Linked DNA regions of Mus musculus: region 2 is linked to region 1. The links are chromatin contacts, called in public HiCAR-type maps. All regions are on one chromosome and are shown on one strand. Each heading gives the region's core, a stretch centred on a gene start, on an enhancer-like site or on the middle of the called end of the contact. The rest is flanking DNA. Distances are from core to core; before and after follow the strand shown. Region 1 holds the start of Chrdl2 (chordin-like 2). Region 2 holds the start of Pgm2l1 (phosphoglucomutase 2-like 1).

Region 1 (7,860 bases), core at 2,417-4,916:
TGCGCAACAGGTTCGGGTCCTACCCAGAGTGGTGTCTGATCTTTGTGCCGCATCTCCGAGGGACATCTCGCTCACATCAGTCCTCCTCTTTGGGAGTTCAAGATATTCTAGGTCCTTTCTCTGAGCCGGCGCCATAGCCGGCGGCTGAGGGAACCTGAGAGGCCAGCCCTGAACAGGTGCAACAGCTGGAGCAACGGCGCAGCTGTCTTGGGGCTTGCAGCTTGGAGCCAGTGAGTGAGGCAGAGACCTCTACTGGTGGGAGCAGGGAGGTGCAGAAGCTCGTGCCTAGAGACCCAGCCACAGGACCTTGCCCAAGGCTGAACTTCAAGCCTTTCTTTACCGGCTCTCTGCTTAGTTTAGCACATCTGGACAGATGAATAGAGATGTGACTAAGCTGGACAGCAGAACAGGATTCTATATTGGTAAGCATCTCATGACACATATTTCCCCACACCTGCCCCACCCCAGGCACTTTTTCATAGGTACTGTTCATCTATTCCTCCCCACAGGGCAGAATTCTTACACTCTCCCAACGCCCACTCCCAAAGTCACATGGACTCAGGTTGAAGGCAAGGATGTCTTGATCTCAGAGACAGTCAGTGCTACCATGGTCCCCAAACATCACCTGTTTAAGGACAAGCATCATACCTTATAGGTGGCAAACAGAGGCCTGGGAACCTTACATTTGGAATCAGAGGAAGATGAAGCGCTGGGACCCTGATGCTCCAATGGTGCCTGTGCCTTTGGAACCACACCATCCTGTAGGAACTACGTTCTTGTTCAGGCCTGCTACTGGGCTCTGAGATTCTACCACCTGAGAACTGAAGCTCCAGTTCCCATAACACACACACCCTTGAGGGTTGATGTCTGACTTAGAGACTGACCCTTTCTTGGAAGTAACATTAGATAAGAGAAGAGACTCATGAAGCTTGTTAGGCAGTTTGTAAGGACACGGTGCAGAGAGGAGCAAGTACCAGAGAAGGTCCTGGAGATGAGTTGGGAATGTGGCCACTTCTGGGTCACAGAGGGGATGCATGACCAGGGTGGAACCACACAGATGTGACTCCACCTGGAACTGGGATCAGCACCAGTCAGAAATGAGGCCAGAGCCTCCAGCCTCAGGTGGAACTGGGGATCAGTCAGTGGTGAGTGTCAGACAGTTAGGGCTCAGTGTGGCTTAGCTTGGACTCAGTATGGATCTGCAGGTGGAAGTAGAGCCAGAGAGAATAAATAACCTTTGCCGACCGAGCATCCTTGGACTTCAGGTAAGGAGTATGCCAAAACCCCGGCTCACTTGCCCTAGACATACTTAACGGTGTGGCTGGCTTGGACCTAAGAACACCCATCTGTTGGCACCATTTGTAAAAGCACTTTGGATGTCACCAGGGGACTTCTTACACACCACAGGCTTGAGATCTCTCTTACCCTAAGACAAGAGCTTTCATGCAAGACCTTAAAATAGGATACCAGCAGGAGACTTGCAAAATTCTTAGACCTACAGCACCAATCATCATTAGGTTCAGAGATACGGGATGTGTCCCAATTCCCACGGCCAACAAATGACGGGACCTGGGTTAGGATCTAGGTCTCTGTTCCTTCCTTTGTGGCCTTGTAGCAGACCCTCCTTCAGATGAACTGTGAAAGGAGATAATCCGATAGTAGACACAGAAGAGAAAGCTCTTTCAGCCATGACACCACCAGGATCTTAATGCTCCTCCCAGAATGCCAGGCCACCTCGCTTTAGTGATAGTCATTTTCTTGAGTGTCTGGGGTTCTGTATTTATGGGGGAGGTAGCCAACTGAAGAACCTAGTGACAGAAACAGACAGGAAGGCTCTTGGAGGCACAGAGGAGGGGAGGTCAGAAAGGGAGCTGGTCACCAGGTAGAATTTTCTGGAAGAGGTGTCTGAATTGTTGAAGGTGGTCATGGTGGGCAGACGGGGGCTTTGAGTACTTCTGAGCCATCATCAGAGTGGTTCACCCAGGGCAATGGTATTGGAAAGGAAGCTGCAGGGCCAGGGTCAAGTCCAGGGCAGGCATGGCAGTCCTCTGAGACTAAGTCTCCTTCAGTGGACAGCAGGCAGGCTAGGAGGAAACTCTCAGGGCTTAAGGAAGGAGGGGGTATTTACTGAATATTTGACAGTATGCATCTGAAAGCATCACTCCCTTTAGTCCTCCCCCACATCCTTAGACCTTGGTTAGTAGCTCTTGTTTGCCGATGAAGAAACTGAAGTTCACAGAAGTTTGAAAAATGACTCAGGTGTAAGAGGCAGTCAGGAATTGAAGCCAAGTCTGAGCTCTCTGTGTTGTCTTATGAGACATGAGGGTGTCCATAATTCTCATGCCACTGACAGGCTAGGGGACGTCAGACAGACATGCAACATTTCCATTCCCAGAAGCAGGACAGAATCTAGCCTCACTAGCTCCACAAAGCCAGTAGCCAGTCAGAAGCAGAGCTGGCAGGTGGAGCCAAGCCTGGAAAAGGTTGTCAGCTAGGGGGTGGGGACCTGGGTCTTCAAGTTTGGTGGCCTGGAGCAAACTACTGTCCTTGTTGGGCTCTGTTTCTTTATTGGGGAGGTTCAGAAGGAGTCACCAGCATAAGGAGGGGCAGTTAGGAAACAGAGGCTGTGGTCCTGCATAACCTACTGTTTGAAGTGGAAACTCTGGGGGCTTAGGCAGCTGATACACTTTGATGAGGCCACCTTGTAGCATCTCTATACAAGCTGCTCTGCCTGCTCCCTGTCATTTAATACATTTAACGGCTTTAAGAGGCTCCTATTTTATAGATTAGAAAAGAGATGGTGAGGTGCCCTCCGTGTCTGACCCATCAGCTGGCACACAGTGAGGCTGGGAAGATGAAGAACCTCATCTTTTTTCACCACGCCCCGATGCCTTCCAGTCTCACAGCCCCACATCGGGGTGTCTCCCAGACGCTGTAAAGGCAGGATTTGGAATTAGACTCTTGGCTTTGGATAGCTTACCAGCTTCGGAAACTTTCTTCTCTTTGCCCTGCCGATTTTACTCATCAATTAAATGTAATGATGACACCTCATGGAGTGTTGTGAGTATCAAAAGCGATAATGGACTCCACTTTGTTCATCTTTCAGCCCAGGAGCTCATCAGCCTTTCCGTCTTTCACACTCAACACATCAGGCTGCTGGGAGTAAAGTCCCTTCCCACAATGCACACTGCTCTTCCCCCAGCAGCACCCCAGAAAGAAACTCTGCCAAACTTTTCTCCCCCCAAGACTCACCAGCCCACACTGGTCATGGAGCAACATCTACCCCTGCTATGCAGGTGCTGCCTGGATAAATGCAAGCGTTAAGGGGTCCCCAGGTCCTAACTAACATCTTCCAGCAAAGTACATCCCACTGGTTCGCATCCCTCCCCTGCCTGCCCAGACTTTGCCTGGTTTCTACTTACGGGATAGTGCTTGCGAGTCCAACGGGAGCCAGAACATCACGAGTCCCAGCAAAGAGGGGATGATCCTCACCCCGGGAACCATCCTTCCTTGTCCCAAGGTCAGACAACCCCGGGATGAGCCGGGAGAAAGTGAGATAAGGACACAAGTAAGTCCTCAGAGGACCAAGTAGGACCGCTGCTTGAGGAGTCGGAAAAGCAAAGATGAAGAGGAGCCAAGGACAGGAGAGGTCTAAGGTGAGGATGAGAGGACGGTGGGGAGGGGACGAGGAGAAGAGAGAGAGAGAGAGAGAGAGAGAGAGAGAGAGAGAGAGAGAGAGAGAGAGAGAGAGAGAGAGAGAGAGAGAAATTAGTTGGGGAAATGAAGAAAAAGGCTATGGCAGAGAGGGAGAAGGTGCTAGCTAGAGAACCGGGATCTGCGGGGTGCGGTCACCGGGGTGCAGTGTCCCTGTGGCGCTGGCTGGCGGCGGCGCGGCGGCGCGGGGTCCGGCGCGGGTCTGGGGCGCGGTGGGGCGACAAGACCCTCGGTGGCGGCGCGGGGGAGGTTGAGCGCTGCCGCTGTGCACGCCTCGGGCGCCAGACGCCGCGCTCGGGCGCATTTGTACTTTGCCGCGGGAAGCCTGCAGCCCTGGGCCGCCCTAATGCTGGCGCCTCCTCTGAGGCACCGCGAGCTCGTGGATTGGCCACGAGAAACAAGCCCATTTCTCCCCCTCCCCTTTAGTGCAGGGCTGGGAACCTTCGCTCCAGGCAAGGCGCCGAGTGGAGACGAGGGGGCTGGGGAGGGGGAAGGGGGCCACAGACGCCCCGGGTTTTAACCCCTGGCTCCCCGCGGTACGCAGCCTGCAAGGGGAACCAACCCAGTTAGATTTCAGATGAAACTGAGTGGGGAAGGTCATAGTACGGGTCTGGGAATCTCAGGATTGGGTATTTGGTGGGGGAGTGCAGAGACACTTGCCATTTTGAACACAGTCTGTGTGCTTGCACATAGCGCCTAGGAGAAAGGTTTTCTCTCCAGCACTAAGATAATGATTTGAGTTACTTTAAAAGTCTTCAATATCGTCCTGCAAATGTCGCAAAGGATTAAATAAGATTTGGAACATCAAAGCACTTCAACTTTGGAGGAAAGCCATTTCAGGTACCTGGAATCTCCCATTGGCAGGTGGTGGTCCTAGGCATCATCCCCAGATGAGAGGTAGCTTTGCTATGGAGTCACTGCTGCTACCACTTACCAAGCAGCCCAGGATGAACTCTTTCTACAGGCGAGGCCCCACTGCTCTGCATGCGCCAGTGACAGCCAGGGTCAGAGCTTTGTCCTTTCACCAGAAGGTGAGCACGCTGATCCAGAACCCCAGCAGCCTGGGCAGGCTGTTGCTCCAGACCTCATGTTAGGTGAGCTCCTGAACTAATAGGACCCTAAGAAAAGAACAAGCTCTGTCCACCCCAGAGCACACAGGCTCTGCAATGAGAGGGCAGACTCAAGGTGCTGGCGCCATCCACAGCTTGCTGGGCCACTGTGGGCAAACACAGTCGTCCTGGCTTTGGACCTTGATTCCTGAGCATCTCTTACACAGCTACCAGTGTCTCAGACCAGGACAGGTGTAAGGATGGAGAAGTGGCAGGCCACACCCCATTCCAGGTTATCTGACTGGCAGGGTTAAGGCTGCACTCCTCACGCCAAGTGAGCAGTGGGAGGAACCAGTGACCAAGAAAGCCCCTACTCAGGGCTCTCAGAGTGAAGACAAACATGAGCTCCTTCCAGTCCTCCTCTGACTTAGGTTCTCCTTGTCAAAGCTCTCCTCCACTCCACCCTCCTGGATACAGTGTTTGCTAAGAAGTAATCTCCCCCCCCCCCCCCGTCTCTGCTAATGTGTGCTCTGTACCTGTCTTGATGTCTAAGGTTGCCAAAGGTGGGCTCATTGGGTTCTAAACCCTGTTCATTCTGCTTTCCTGAAGGGTCTCTGCCACCTCAGCTTTCCTCAGAGCTCTGGTGTCTTCAGTCCTTACTCACAGTCCTTTCCCACAGCCTGTCTTCAGGTCTCCTGTCCCTGGTCCAGGCGTTCCAATGTATTTTCCCCCACACTCTCCACAAGAGTTGTGCTGATCATTTCAACGACAAACCAGATGCCCCCTTGCCCCCCTTGAACCCATTCTGGCCATCTTGGAACTCGTATGATTAAGATGTATAACATTCAGCATTGACTTTAAGTCTGTGCACATTTGACTCCTGACTCCTTTCTGTCACCGTCACCCACTCTACCCACCCTGTACCCACCCTACACCCCCTACACCCACTCTGTACCCACTCTACCCACCAGTATCCTCCTACCCCCTCCACCTTTACCAACCACTCGCCTCCCCCAAGTGCCCATGCATTTCACACCTCTGTATCGTTGTACACATTTTCCTTCTGCAAGAAGATCAGTTTCCTTCTGCTTCTAAATCTTGGGCCATGAGCAAAGTAGACCAGGATTTTCTGACTGAGTCTCATCTCCACTCCTGTCTTGCCAAGTTGCACCAACTGGCTTTGGCGATCCTCCGGCCTCAGCTTCCTTGTGACTAGAAAAGTAGGTATGTACCCTTGTTCTGCAACTTGTGACTTCGAGCTGCTTGTTTATTTTTGCCGTGTGTCTCTCTCGTGTGCACACTTGTACACTATGTGCACACCTGTATTTGGTGCACACGTTCCCGCACTTGCACGTTGTGACCAGATGAGGGCAGTCGTTGTCTTGCTAGATCACTTTCCACCTTATTTGAGTCTACCTGTATGGGAAAGAATCTAGTACCCAGCTAGCCAGCCCCAAGGATTCTCCTCTCACTTTCCACAACAGACAATGCTGGAGTTACAGGCTTTAAGACACACACACACACACACACACACACACACACACACACACACTTTTTATTTTTATGTGAGTGCAAGGGGTTTGAACTCATGAACTCAGGTTCTTATGTTTGTCCAACAAGCTCCCCATGATGTTAACTGACAGTCTTCCTACCTCTCCCTCTAAGTGCTGTGGCTGCGGATGCACTGCCACACTCAGTTGGGGAGTGGACAGGGCCTCCTGTGTGCCAGGGACACACATAACTTAGCTACACCCCCTCTGAGGCTTCACTGAGTCTCCCAGGCAAAGATTTTTTTTTAAGGGTTGGGGATCAAACTTAGGGCTCGCTACATGTTAAACAAGGGCTCCTGAGTTCTCTGTCTTTGTGTGGAGTGTAAATATGTATTTGTGTCATCACCCTGCACTGTGAGAAAGTTGCCCTTTTCACATCTATGAAAATGAGTATTATGCAAACTTGTGATATACAATGACACTGAATAAACATGGCTGAGTGTATGAGCAAGAACATGAATGATTTCGAAAGGCATTACACTTTCATCTGAATACACGAGACACCCATTGCTCTCAGCCTTCATCACTAAGAAACACAAGTGTTCCGTGCTAGAGTTCTTGCCAAGCACGTGCAAGGCCTTGGGTTTGACCTCAGCACACATTGCTATAGTCTACTTTAAAAAGTCTCCCCAATCCTTAAAAACACTAATGCTTTCACAGTCTCCAATATCTTAACCGTAAGCTCCTATAAATGTCAAAACCATGTGACACACTTCCAACATAACCAAGTAGATATTCATATTCCAAAGGAGAAAAAAATAAGGCCAAAGAAAATGAGCAACCACAGCAAAGTATAATCAATCCAATCCGATCGAGAAAACAGCAAATCGTGAAGCTCCACAGACCACCATCTGGAATCTTCTGAGCTCTATAGAGCAAAACTCATTTGAGGAATACTTTCTTTTTTAATGTCCTATCACTTTAATATGACAATATAGATTTACAACACTTAATCACTAATATTATATCAGCTGATGTTATATTACATGATAAGCAGAAGAAAGAAAACCACAAATATCGATCTGATGTGTTTACAAATTCTTAATAACAGGTAGGACATAAACATTCCTATCAACTACTACAGTTCTCACTCCTGCAGCAGGGATGATGGCTTCCTTGTGGCTGCACAAATGGAAACCCTCTCCTCATCCGTCCCCATCTACAGTCTTTAGCTCTTTCCAAAAGACCACATGCAATTAGGGCAGAGTTCCATAACACTGGTTGGAAGAGGAGACTGGATATTCAGGAGAGGTTCCCATGACCCTTCCTGTCCGTGCCTATGAGGCTCAGATGTGATGATCTTTGGCAGAGCCCCTGGAGATGGTGACGGTTTGGCTCAGAGAATAGTCAGTCCTGTACAGTGCCTCGAGCCGGTTCCCCTCCTCCAACTTTTACATTTTTTTTCTGGCATCTTCTTCCATGTGGGTTCCTGAGCTTGGGAGGGAGTGACATAAATTTCTGACCTGTTTCTAACTCTGGTGAGGGACCAAACCCTGTGTCCTCTGTGGTGGTTTGAATGCGAATGGCCCTCATAGGCTCATATATGT
Region 2 (7,860 bases), core at 2,625-5,124, 220 kb before region 1:
ATGTTCTTATTTCTTAAATTGCCATGGCAAATTCCTGCCTCCATATTGTTGTCAACATACAGGATATTTGTTGTTGCTGTTACAGTCAGCAAAGCAGTTCTGCCCTGTGTCTCAGTCTCCCTTCCCTGTCCACCCACCCATACTTTACCAGTGTTTTATATCCTAGATATAAATTTCTTACAGAGAATTAAAATTCACATTGGAACAGAATCAAAAGACAGTTGTGATGTTAAAGAACCCAGTTTTTTTGCCAGGACTGCTTGTCTGTAACTTAACAATGTGTGAAAGCCCTGAATGAAAGAAATAGGATGGAGGTATGAGCCTTACCCTAGGGCGGAAGAGAACACATTGGTAATGGAGTTCTCTGTGCACAGCTGATAGGAGGAACTCCTTGACCCCTGGACTTATGGGGTTAGAGTAATAGCATGGCCCCACACAGAGATGGATGCATTTACTTGTTACAAGCTGATGCTGTTAAATGTTGTATGTTTTACTCTCTGTGGTTTGACTTTATAATCACCAAAAATCTTTGGATTATTTGGCTTTTCCTATGGTATATCTACCAAATGCCTGATTTAGAAATAAATCTACTGCATCTGGATCATAAGCCACAAGTTAACAAAACAGTATTCTTAAATCAGTCATCAGTTTCTATGACCTTGAGTTGACTGACTCATTTTGAAACTAGGGAAGCGAATCTACTAAATAAAAGCCTGGATGCTAGTAGGAGGTTGTATCCATCCAAGTCTGGTAAGTCTGCTGATAGAAAGTTGGCCTACAGCAGCTACACAAGAGTACCCTACCCACAGTAAATCTGATTAGAAAAACAAAATATAAAAAACAAAAGTCTCACGCTATTCAGGCTGGCATGGAACTCGTTATGTAGCCCAGGCTGGCCTCAAACTCTAACTGCTCTGACTGTATCAGTTTCCCACCTTTGAGATTGTAGGCAAGAGTAACTATGCCGGGTCTACGTCCTTGCACTATTTTCTTTTTAGCACTTACATATACTCTTAATTGCTGAAGGCCACTAATGATATACTACTGCTCTTCAACAATCTGGTCTTCACATACCTTTCCAAAGATTTCTATGTACCCTAAGCTCCGACAGACACAAATGTGCTAACTACACACATTCAATTTTCCATCTTTCTGACTCTCAGTCTTCCCTCTCCATCTTAGCAAATCTGAATGTTAATTAAATGAGAAAGTTCAACAAGAATAATATCTTTTTTTTTCATGAAGACTTTTCAATGTACACCAAGTCACCAAAGCTAAAATTAGTAATGTTCCTGACTACGGAAAATAGCAAATTGCCCTGAGACCAATTTATAGCTTATCACATGTTTCATCAATCTTCAAGAATCAGCAGCACTATCGGATTCCTTGATTGGTATTAATCAGAGATTGAGCTCAGACTCTCTGCATTAGAAGACTGTAAGTACAGTCAACATATAATGAAAACTTAAATTTCATTTTTTACTCTAAATTCTAGTGGCCTTGGACTTAGCCTAGCTTACTTAAATATCAATCTACAGTAGATAAACCTTTGTTTCTCAAATAAAAGCACTATCTCCCATTAAGAAAGAGACCAGCAATATATAATTAATAAAATTACTTAAATCTGTTTTTCTGTTAAGGCACTTATTACTTGTTCCCTATATTATATTTGGGAGCCATTGTTTTATCCTCTTATGCTCATTGAGGTCTACATTTATTTTATCTTCTCTCTCATGTAGGCTTTCCATGTATATTTCTTTTCATGTATATTCCATGTTCTCATAAAGTCTTCTTGAACCCACTTCATGATAACTCTCACTTCTGAACTCCCATAAGCACTGAATGACTGCAACCTTGTTTATTGCTACTATAACTGTTGGAGCATTATTTTTATATGCATTTTACAGTTCTTAAATATTTCAGTATATATTGGCAGTAGACAATAAAGTATTAATTCACTCAACTGGGATATTTATTAGGAAAAACACGGACAAAACTGATACTGAAAGAGAAAAGAGTGTCATTATTTTTAGTGTGGTGCACAAATCAGCAGAACTGGTATCAATCACCTGGAAGCTCACTAAGGCTGTCAGGCCCCACCCTAGTTGTCTGGTCAACAAATGCCTCAAGATTCCCAGATGATCTGTTAGCACTTTCGGGTCTGAGAAACATTGGTTCAGACTCTAGAAGAAGGATTAGAACATCTGAGAAATATATGACCCAGTAACACCAAATACTTTATTGTAATTGCTTATTTGTTGGACTTCCTTATCTACGAACTAAAGGCTTGCTGACGGCAAGAACTCTTTCTATCTTTCTCACCACCAGCATTTCCTGTCTGGCCTAGAACACTCAGTATTTAGTTGGGTTTTTTTGTTTGTTTGTTTTGTTTTGTTTCCCTTCTTAAATGCATAGATACCTGGAAAAAAATGAAAATAAACTTTTTCAGAAAGCTAATTAAGTAGTTCTTTTGTATAACAAAATCTCACATACCTCCATACAAACCCCTTAATTCAGTTTTAAATGTGCTGCCTTTTTTGTTTTAGCAGCTGTATCATATGCACTTGAGAAAACAAACACTGGGATTATCATCCCACCCTCTGAAAAAGCCTCCAAGAGCCTCGTTTACAAGTGAAAAGGATGCATTTTAATTCTAGCTTTCACCAACCCACCCTATATACCTGCACAAGGGGAGGGAGAGAGAAGAAACGATGGCATCAGCAATTCTGAAATTCCTAAGCAATTCCTAAATATCTGATCAGAATCTGCCTTTTAAGATTTGAGAATGGTGCAAATTCTATCAGTACAACTAGACTATTCTAGATGTCCATGACAATTTTTTGAACAGGATACTTCCAATAAATAACTGCCGGCAGAGGAATGAAATAAGAGGAGAACCCTTGTCACATTTAATAGCAAAAGGTGATACCAGAAAATAAGAGTGAAATAGACTAGCGAATACCTAGCCAGCGATTACCTAGTGACAGAGGGTGGAAACACAGCAGAGCAACATAGTGAGTGGTTAGTAACGTTCAAGAACCAGAAGCCACTTTCTGGTTCTGCAGAGAAGGAAGTCAAAGGAGAAAGAGGAAAGGTGATGGATGCATAGTACACAGAGGATAACTTACAACGATGAGAATGAGGACGAAGTATTTTGACCATGAGAGATGATACTCACTGGAAGGGAAGGGGCAGCAAGGGAGGAAGCGGGACTGCGGTGTAGCCTACCACAAAAGAAAGAGACTGCAGTCGTCCCTGCCCAGCCCAGCCCGCCGGGGAAAGCAGCCCCTGCATAGGTGAGAGGCATCGCCCAACTCCACTAGCCCTGCGCTGGCTGGAGCCATCTCCCCTGGAGCCTCCAGAGCCCTGGGTGGGTACCGGAAAGGGTGGACTGTGCGAGGGTGAGCAGAAAGAGGGGACAGATGCCGGGGTGACCAGGTACCCACCTTGTCCCAACGCAGCCACTGCCCGATGGCCGTGTCTAGCTGGGGGTCCCCAGTGAGGTAGGGGGCGTGGAGCAGGTTAGAGTTCAGGTCATCATCTGCGTTCTCAGCCATGGTAGACACACGGGTTTGCGGGCCCGAGGGGCGGGCGAAGACACTGAGTCAGGGGGGCTCTAGGTGCGCTCACCAGGGTCCAGAAACCCCCTCCTTGACGAAGGGCATCGGAGACCAACCGCGAGCTGTTCAGTCCGCGCCAGCTCCTGCCGCAGCTCCAGCGAACCCGGAGAGAGGGCGGAGACAGGACAGCCGCCTCCCAGCAGACTAGCTCCGGATCTCAGCTCGAACTGACTGAGGCGGGCGTGAGGCGAGAGAACAACAACAGTCCCAGATGTCTGGGTCGCCGCCTTCGCCCGCGCCGCCTTAGGCCCCGCCCCCGCGCCGCCCGCGCCGCCCCCGCCCGCCCCGGCCCGTCCGAGTGCCCGAGGCATGAGGCGCGAGCCCGGGAGCGCGCGCCCCGCACCTCCGCTGCAGCGTTTGCTGTCCGCTGAGGCGACAGTGCACAGCTGGCTTTGTTTTTTTAATGCCGTTCCTCAGCTGTCTTTCCCTTATCACCCGCCCCGCACTCGCACGTGCGCCTCCACCTGGTGTCCCCGTCGTCTCAAGCAGCCCGCCTCTGCACTCACTAGGAGAGTCCCCGGCGCGCGCAGGCCCCACCCTCTTCGCCTCAGGGCTTGGTCTCGCTTGGGAGCCCAAAGTGGCGCGCGTGACGCCTCACGGGAGTTGTAGTTTTCCCCGGTTCCCCGAGTTCTGTACACCCGTTGCCTTTCCCTTCCCTCGGAGAGAAAAAGCACCACCTGTTCCCTGACGCTTCTTACTTATGTTGTGCAGTGGTGGTCTCCTGCTTTAAGGTAAAAAAGGAATGACGTAAGGAACAACGGTATCTATTTGTACTTGAAAGTTTACGAGTCGTTTTTTGTCATTTCATTCATCCTGTGTGGTAGGTTGTATGTATATTCCTTTCCCACTTTACACAGAAGGAACTGAAAGGCAAACCGAATTTTCTGAGCAGTAGCGTTCCTGAGAAATGAATGCGGGTTTCAGTCTGTTATGTTACCTCAGCTGGCAGTTGTTTTTGTTCAGTTGTAGCCGCGGAATAGAGGTAGAGAGAATATAATGTCTGGAAAATAGATAAGAAGGTTGTCAGATGATGGGTCAGCATTTAACCCTATTTTAAGAATGTACAAACATCATAAAATTCATGAACAAGTAGGAATACAGAGGAAAAAAGAAATGAACACCTTCACTTTCTTTCTTCTATAAATGTGCGCCTTTCAGGTCTCATTACTTGAGGCCAGAGAAATACTGAAGTCTTGTATATGGACCACTCTGCTTTCTCTGTTTTTGAGACAGGGTCTCCTCTATGGCTTTGGCTAGCCTTGAACATAATATACGCCAGGCTGAAATTGAACTCTTGAGTGCTGGAATTCCAGGTGTGCACCACCACACTGTGCCAAATACCTTCTTGGTGTGACTTGACCAAGTATATTAAAACTCTTCCTCATCAGCCTTTTGCTCTTGTAAGGATTATATAATATTTATAGCATGACAGTACAGTAATTGAAGAAATAGTTTTAGAGTGTTTTGAGGCTCAAAGATAAAAGACATAATAAATCCAAAGTATTCCTTTTATTTTTTAAAGACATCATTTGTTCTAATAAAATCCAAACTACTAGCATAAAATAATTGTATTGAGAGATTCTGAAAAATAATATATGTCATTGTAAGGGGTTGCAGTGTTTGCCTTAAAAATCAACAAAACAAGAATTATGCTAGGAGCTGATATTAGAAGAATATAAACAATTCCCTTCAAGAAGTAAAATCTAGGGCTGGAGTGATGCTTCAGCTGTTAAAGCTAGGGTCACAACCAAAATCCCCAGAAATAAAATCTGGAGAGATAGGATATGTGCAAGAATGTTTAGTCCACGATGAAGAGCTTGCTGCAAATAGTGGAAATGAAACCATCAAGCAGGAGGACCTGCACTGGGATTTCAAGAACAGGAAATAAGCCAACTGAGAAAAAAGGAGAGGGCATTTCAAATCCATTAGTGAGTGATTCTCAAGTCCACTATGAGGTTGTTTAAAATATATTTTATATTAGTGAACATAAATCCCAGCAATCCTGAATTTTGAAATGGCCGCGGTACCTCCATAAAGATAGCTGTTGATTGTGACCTAGATGGTCATTATCAAAGTACATATTAGAACCAACATGTTGGCATCCTCTGGAAGCATATTAAGAGATGCAAATTTTAGTACTCAGTAAAGTTCTACTGAAACAGATTTGCATTTTAACAAATCTAATAATTAATATTTAAATATTTTATGCAGTATTTTTTATGAGGCAATTTCCCCCCCCCCAAGACAGGGTTTCTCTGTATAGCCCTGGCTGTCCTAGAACTCACTCTGTAGACCAGACTGGCCTCAAACTCAGAAATCCGCCTGCCTCTGCCTCCCGAATACTGGGATTAAAGGTGTGCGCCACCACCGCCTGGCTGAGACAATTAGTTTTAAATACCAAGTAATAGTACCAAATCAGCAACTTTCAATATATGAAATGATATAGGACATGTAGTAAAAACAGGAGAACACAGGCTCTACTTAAATACCCCTTTCAACCAATGTTTCCTTACTTTTATCAGCAAAATCCTAACAGATATTACGGGTTACCTGAGTCTTCCCCAACAGGTTAGTTAGACTTATTGGTTAGACACTGAAAGGTAACTACGGAGACTCTCAATTCACTCAATCTGAGAACATTGTGTGTCCAGAAGGGGAAGTTGGGAAACTCTCAGAAGCTTTCCATTTCTATTGGGGTTTGTCCAAAGGGTCCTGTGTTTTTACTGTATTTTTATTTGCTAAAAGTTTGTCAACTCTGTGACTGTGAAAGTGAGGTCTTGGTTCTCAGAATGGAAATGCATTCTGAGAAATGAATTGTGAGGCAATTTTATCATTAGATGAACATCATAGAGTGACTATAGCATCATTTTGTAAGGAAAAACCTTACGAGACCACAGTTACATAGGCAGTCCCCTTTTTGACACAAATGTGACATTATACATAATTGTATACTATAATCAATAATGTATGCATTTTTGTTATGCCATATGCATGTATCAATTATACGTGTTATATATATTTATAGTTGTGTCATTGTGTCAGTCAGCTATCCATTACTGTGACAAAATGCTTAAATAAATCAACTTAATAGAAAAAAAGGTTAATTTGGGCCTACAATGTCACAGACCTCAGGTTATGGTCATTTGGCTCTGTTGTTTTAGATGTGTGGAAAAGCAGTCTGTTACAGCAAGGAGTAAAAAGTAGAGCAAAAGTTGGGTGTGGTGGCACATGCCTTTAATCCCAGCACTTGGGAGGCAGAGGCAGGCGGATTTCTGAGTCTGAGGCCAGCCTGATCTACAGAGTGAGTTCCAGGACAGCCAGGGCTATACAGAGAAACCCTGTCTTGAAAAAACAAAACAAAACAAAACAAAAAAGTAGAGCAAAGATGCTCACCTCATGGTGGCCAGGAAGTGTGAGTTAGGAAGAGGCTTGTAGGTCTCAATATGCTATTCAAGGACATGTCCCAGTGGCTGGTCTACAGTTTACAATGGAAGCCCAAAGAAGTTGGTTCTGATAATGGTGAAGGAATGTACCAGCTACAGGATAGGATAAATGGATTTACCAGGAAGAATGAGAGCAAATTTGAGGTGGGGAGAGTTTCCTTCTTCCATGTCTTTATCTGGGCTAGTGGTATCCAGGCTGAGTCTTCCTGCTTCAGATAATCTAATCAAGGAAATTTCTCACAGAAGTGTGCAGTGCCTTATGTTTTATTTGGCTCCAGATACAGTCAAGTTGACAAGCAAGATCGTTAGCTATCACTACCATGTCCTCTAAAGCCTTGCCAGGTCCTGGATGTGGCACACTAAATACAACTCAGGAATAAGATATTAAATCCTTTTAAAATTTAAAATATATTGTTGTGTGTATGTGCGTGGTATGTGTATGTGCGTGGTGTGTGTGTGTGTGTGTGTGTGTGTGTGTGTGTGTGTGTGTGTGTGTTGCAACAGCATATGTGTGAAGGTCAACAAACTACTGTGGGAATCAGTTCTCTTATTCCACCATATGGGGCCTTGGAATGGAACTAGGGTCATCAGGCTAGGTGGCAAGTACCTTTACCTGCTGATCCATCTTGTCTGCCAACAAAGACATTAAATCTTGAAGAAATCTGTCATTTTGTTTTATGTAAAGAGTATATTCTCTTCTTGTTGCTTACTGAAATACCTGTCATAAACCCTAGTTAGCTTTTTATTAATAAAGGGTGTGTGTGTGTGTGTGTGTGTGTGTGTGTGTGTAAAAAGGA

The links. HiCAR-type assays count read pairs that join an accessible place to other places.
Region 2: a contact with region 1 is called in a HiCAR-type map of kidney, with 2.9 times the contacts expected there. The contact joins the promoter of Pgm2l1 here to the promoter of Chrdl2 in region 1. A contact is called at or near these places in 14 of 39 promoter capture datasets (the 3T3-L1 cell line, 3T3-L1-derived adipocytes, cranial neural crest and 7 more), 6 of 484 Hi-C or Micro-C datasets (cerebellar granule neurons, liver, neurons and 1 more), 1 of 115 datasets of contacts at active chromatin or transcription factors (kidney) and 4 of 9 other capture datasets (adipose tissue, liver, macrophages and 1 more).

Annotation. Positions count from the first base shown.
Region 1 is chr7:100,002,210-100,010,069 of GRCm38.p6, reverse strand. Chrdl2 (chordin-like 2) reads right to left here and starts at 3,666. Exons shown (of 11, transcript NM_133709.3): 1 at 3,423-3,666. The coding sequence starts at 3,504.
Region 2 is chr7:100,223,621-100,231,480 of GRCm38.p6, reverse strand. Pgm2l1 (phosphoglucomutase 2-like 1) reads right to left here and starts at 3,874. Exons shown (of 14, transcript NM_027629.3): 1 at 3,447-3,874. The coding sequence starts at 3,557. It overlaps Gm34877 (a long non-coding RNA gene), which reads left to right and starts at 4,076. Exons shown (of 3, transcript XR_869834.3): 1 at 4,076-4,351.